2 separate regions of the Hordeum vulgare genome follow, and region 2 is linked to region 1. Evidence: chromatin contacts called from public Hi-C data. All regions are on one chromosome and are shown on one strand. Each heading gives the region's core, a stretch centred on a gene start, on an enhancer-like site or on the middle of the called end of the contact. The rest is flanking DNA. Distances are from core to core; before and after follow the strand shown.

Region 1 (2,700 bases), core at 156-2,655:
CAAAAAATAAATAAATTATTTGATGGTATATATATGCATATGCGTTGTTGTGGGCCTGTGTGTGTGTGGAGTGTGCTTAATTCCGTCATGCACTTTGATCTTTATCATCTTGGTGGATGCCTGGAGCTGGAATTGAACAATTGTTCATTTATCAAGTTCCTGCGTTTCTCAAGATGATAAACAAAATCCTTGGATTCTTGGTTTTCCTGCTAACTTTTGTGTCGATCCGGTCGTGGGATCACACTCGATTGGTCTCCTTGGACTGTTGCATGCATGTGCTCAAGTGTTCTTTCCTCTTGTTCAACAAAAATCTCATCCAGTTATAGAGTACTATAATACGTATACGTACATGTTAACGGTACTTCGTAGCCCCCACCAGGACACCGTGATGACGCCGAATCTCAAGACCTCCGGTCTGTCTGACCGACTGCCTGTCTTTGTGCCCGGCATCATTCGTTTCTTGTGTTAGACGCAGGTGTTGAGGTGTTCGCATTGCTTTGCAGGTTGCATCGTCTCGGATTCCATACACTCGAGCACGCTGAACCTGGAAGCAGATGATTATGCGACCCTGGACGTGGCTTCCCATCTGCTCTGGCCGCGTTTGAGGCCTCTGGAGCACACACATGGAGCCGCCATTATGCCACGAGGAGCGTGGCAACCGGCAGTAACGTACGTACATCTTATCTCCCCGGCCTAAAATCCAGCTGGTTGTGTCGTTCGTGCAGAGCCTCGTTCGGTGATGGAGGGGACATGGAGCCGCGGCGGGGCAGAGGGGTCTGCACCGCACCGCACGGCCAGGTTCTGGCGCTGCACGTTTCGCCGTTTGTTCCGGAGCGAGGCAGGAGGAACAGGCCGTATCTTGTCCCGTCCTCTGTACTCCGTCTCTGTACCGTCTGTTGCCCCGTCTGCTTTGTTTGGGGTTTAGCTCCAGCGCGGCATGCAGTCGGCAGGGGCTGGACCGCGACGAGCGAGCCCGTTGCCGTTGGGTAGTGTATTGAGTATTTTTCTAAGCTCGGCTCCTGTAGACGAGCAATAATAATAACAGTGGAGCGAGAAGAGGAGACGTGGATCCTGCGCGATGATGCATTATGGAGATGGAGAGAGAGGAGACACCGGGACAGGAGCCCAGATCAGGCCTATGAACAATGATAGCTCCCCCGGAACGAACCTACACTGCACATTTTTTTGAAAGAAACCTACACTGCACATCTCCGGTCGAGTCCAGTGCACCGACGCGCCTGATCTGATCTGATCTGATCGGGCTCGAGCTGATCTTCGACCGGTAGCACGTCCGCTTCGCCCATCCTCTCCCTGCGATTCCTGCATCGCTATCTCCCATCTCTCCGCTGTAATGACGCATGAGCCTGGCCCATGGCTGCTATGCTGGGAAGAGAAGAGTACAGTGGGCAAGCACCATCACTAATTCACTAGTACCAGCTCGGTGCAATGCAGCACCTGTACACTTTACGTGATGCATAATTGCGCAGCTTAGCCGCGGTGCATCTGCAATTCTGCATCCTAGGTAATCAACTGATTCGTCCGCGCGCGTACCCGCACAGACACCCTGTTGCTGTCCCCGGATCCATCGCCTTTCTCCTTCCTCCCGTCCTTTGCCAACACAGCCACGCACACGGCACACACACAGCGCCCACGTTACCTTCTCTTTTAAGCCCCCACGCTTTTCCCTACCCTTTCCACCCCCGTCCTCGCCTCCTTGTCCTGCCCCCGGCTCTCCTTCTCCCGCTAACCCATCCGAGCATCGCCTTCTCCTTGGCGTTCCGCGATCATGGTCTGACCCGTCGCGCCTTGGAGCCTGAGCTGCCGGCGGTCGGGGGATGGCGGGCGGTGCTAGGTGCAGCGCGCTGCTGCGCGGGTTCCTGTCGCTCTTCTTTGTCATGTTCCTCCACATTGGCCACGCCGGCTGCTGCTTCTCCCCAGGCCCTGCCTCGCAGCAGCACGAGGAGGACGACGCCGGCGCTGCCAGCAGCGGCAGCAGCAGCAAGAGGAGGAAGATATCGCCGCTCGCCTTCTCCCCGGCCGTGTCGTCCTCCACCGGTGTTGAAGAGAGGGCCGGGGCCAGGCGCAGGGGCAGGCACGTCTCGTCTCTCGCCACCAGCCTCCGGTGCTACATACACCGCATCTTCTCTTCCGCCGGGCCCAGGAATGCTGTTCCGGGCGGAGAGGAGGAGGAGGAGGCCGTCACGACCACCGTGTCGTCGTCGCCGCTCGCTCAGTCCGTGACGCGGCGTCAGACGTCGGTGCTGCTGTCCACGCCGTCTTCACCGTGCGCGTCGCCGTTCCTGTCCCCGATGTCGCCGCAGTCGCTCAGCGTCACCCCGCTCGTGCCCTGCTCGCCGCTGGCGACCAGGCAGCTGTCCAGGTCGTTCGCCGCCCGCGGGGACCTGTTCCCTTGCAAGGTGTGCGGCGAGGTGCTGAGCAAGCCGCAGCAGCTGGAGCTCCACCAGGCGATGAAGCACTCCCTGTCGGAGCTCACCCACCTCGACTCCAGCATGAACATCATCCGCATGATCTTCCTCGCCGGATGGGGGCTGCCCGCGTCAGGCGCCGGCGCCGGCGCAGGCGACCCCCCGGCCGTCGGGCGCATCCTCAGGATCCACCACAACCCGCGCGCGCTCTCTCGGTTCGAGGAGTACCGGGACCTGGTCCGCGCCCGCGCCGCCCGCCGCTGCGCGGGCGCCA
Region 2 (2,747 bases), core at 67-2,566, 200 kb after region 1:
ATGGTTATTGCTTTTCAAAACAAAAATAGTGTGAACATTTATACATGGCTTCTATATGTGTACATGTATCTGATATTTTCCACGTAGACCGTGATACGTGTTACTGGATATTATATTAAATGAATATATATATGCGTCGGTGTTATACCCAATAAAAATATGCACATAAATATCATACATTTTAATAAATATGTTTTGGTGTTATACTCAATGAAATTATACATAGAAATATTCATACCTCGATGTGAATGTACACATGAATATACATACCTCAATGTGAATTTACATATAAATATAAATATCTTGATTTTAATTTTAATTTAATATATACCTATAAATGGCACACTTTTTAATAAATGATACATGCATGTATTCGAGATATGTATACAAGTTAGTGAGTACTATACCTAATGAAAATATGTATGTATTGGTGTTGTACAAAATGAAAAGACGCATGTGTTAATGTTATATCCAACAAAAATACATATGCGCTCACGTACATGCTACCATACATGACAATAAGTATGATTAATAATTAATTGTGATTTTCTATCATAAAGGAACAATTAATGACACGTATCAATTAGGCATGCAAACAAATAGGAAAGTAATAATGCATGCATGCATGTAAAATTTAAACCAATCTTAACATCGAAATCAAGTATGATCCAACGGCATCTAGGTCAGGACCCTGGGCACCTAGGTGCCCCAAACGGTCGTCTCCGAATGTTTGGTTAACATTTCCGAATGCAAGATTAACTTTTCTCGAACAAATGGTCAACATTTTCAAATGCTTGATTAACATTATTTAATTACATGGTTAAAATAATTTCTATACATATCTAAAAAATCTCAAATGCTTGGGTAACATTTTCAAATACAAGATTAATATTTTTCTAATACATGGTCAAAATGTTTCTCTACACATTTTTAACATTTTTAAATGCTGGTTTAAGATTTTTTTATAATACAAAATAAACATATTTCTAATACACAATAAATATTTTTCCTACACATATATAACATTTTCAAATTATTTATTAACATTTTAATAATATATAAGTAATATATTTTTAATACATAATCAATATTTTTTCTATGCATATTTAACATTTTTTCAAATGCATGATTAACACTTTTTCAGAAATTATGTAATATCTAGTTTTGGAAGTGTAAACAAAAGTAAAAAAGAAATAAAAACAAAAACAAATAACGTAAAAAAGTAGAAAGTAAAACGAGGCACTACCCTCCCACACACTGGGCCGACTCATAAAGGTCGCGCTACTGCAAGGTGATTCAGGGGAGCTCCTATAAGGCGGTTCGCGCTTCTGGTGCCTGCAGCGCCCCCTGGGCCGGTACATAAAACTTCTCCTGACGTCTCGTTGCAGGTTCTGAAAAAAATCATTGATTTTTTAAAATGTGAATTACAAAACGTGTATTAAAATTTTATTGAATTAAAAAGCACTGAATCAGATATGCAAAAATTTCAATAATTATGCAAAAATATTCACATATTTTTATAATATATTCATGGATTTTCAAAAAGTTTACAAAATTCGAAAAAAATCATCAATATTGAAAAACAATTCATAAATTCTTAAAAATAGTTCATTGATTTTGGAAAAGGTTCACGAATTTGAAAATATGTTCACCGATTTTGAAAAAAAAATCACTGATTTCAAAAAAATATCCATACATTTCTAAAAGTATTTCATTGAATTTGATAAAAAATCACAAATTTAAAATATGTTCACTGATTTTCAAAAAAAGTTCACCGATTTCAAAAAAACAGTTCATAACTTTTCATTGATTTTGAAAAAAGTCCACAAATTTGAAAATATGTTCACGGTTTTGAAAATAAATTCATCGATTTCAGGAAAAAAGTTCATACATTTAAAAAAAATGTTTACTTATTTTAGAAAAAGTTCACGAATTTTAAAATATGTTCATCAAATATGAAAAAAGTTCACATATTTTGAAAAAAAGTTTAGTGAATTAAAAAAGAGTTCATCGAATTTGAAAAAGAAAAAGAACAAAAACCAAAAAAATGTTCCAAATAAAAAAGAAAATACGAACAAATCAAATAGTAAAAAACAGAACAAAACCATTCCGAATAAAAAAAGAAAGACAAAAAAAAGATGATAAAGAAATGGAAAAAATAAAAAGGCGTGCTGGAAGAAAAAATGCAAGAAAGAGTAGTAGAACAACTAATAGTCAATGGTTTGATGGTTGTCGCGTCGTGGGAATCTCTGAGATATCTCAGGATCGAATTCTCGTCCCCCTCATTTTTTACCACCGAAAACAGATAATATGGGCTGGGCCGAGCCCAGCTCACGCGGCTGCAGGCGCCGGTTAGGAAAATTGCACTATAACCGGCGTTTGCCGCGCCAAATAGGGTTTGTCGTGATTCAGCTAGTCGGTTGCTCTTCTTGTATATCACGAGAGATAGTCACATCCTAATTTCTTGACCTCTCCATGTAGCGTGCATCTCCCAAATCACTGATTTCTGGCCCTAGCCAAGTTAAGATCACCCCTTGCAAGGAGTTTTATATAGGCACACATTTGATTTCTATCCCTACCATGGAATTTTATAAACACACCCCTAATTTCTGGCCCTGGCCCAGTTAGTCCATGTTGATTGTGTATTGCATGTATGCCGCCTATCATAATTTGAGAGTTTTCCTTTTTTATTGATTCGTTTATTCAACACACTTTATTCGTTAAACCATGCCTTCAAGCCCCGAATC

The links. A called contact is a pair of places that touch in the nucleus more often than the background predicts.
Region 2: a contact with region 1 is called in a Hi-C map of leaf, with 3 times the contacts expected there. The contact joins the enhancer-like site here to the promoter of LOC123449078 in region 1. A contact is called at or near these places in 2 of 6 Hi-C or Micro-C datasets (leaf and seedling).

Annotation. Positions count from the first base shown.
Region 1 is chr4H:486,428,415-486,431,114 of MorexV3_pseudomolecules_assembly, forward strand. It overlaps LOC123449078, which reads left to right and starts at 1,406. Exons shown (of 1, transcript XM_045126164.1): 1 at 1,406-2,700. The coding sequence starts at 1,836.
Region 2 is chr4H:486,629,810-486,632,556 of MorexV3_pseudomolecules_assembly, forward strand. No RefSeq gene overlaps it. Among protein-coding and RNA genes, the nearest start is that of LOC123449078, 200 kb to the left of the region's middle. Within about 2 kb of position 1,317, at least 2 of the 3 cell types and tissues checked have open chromatin away from gene starts, as enhancers often do. A contact at or near this core is called in leaf, where this site is marked.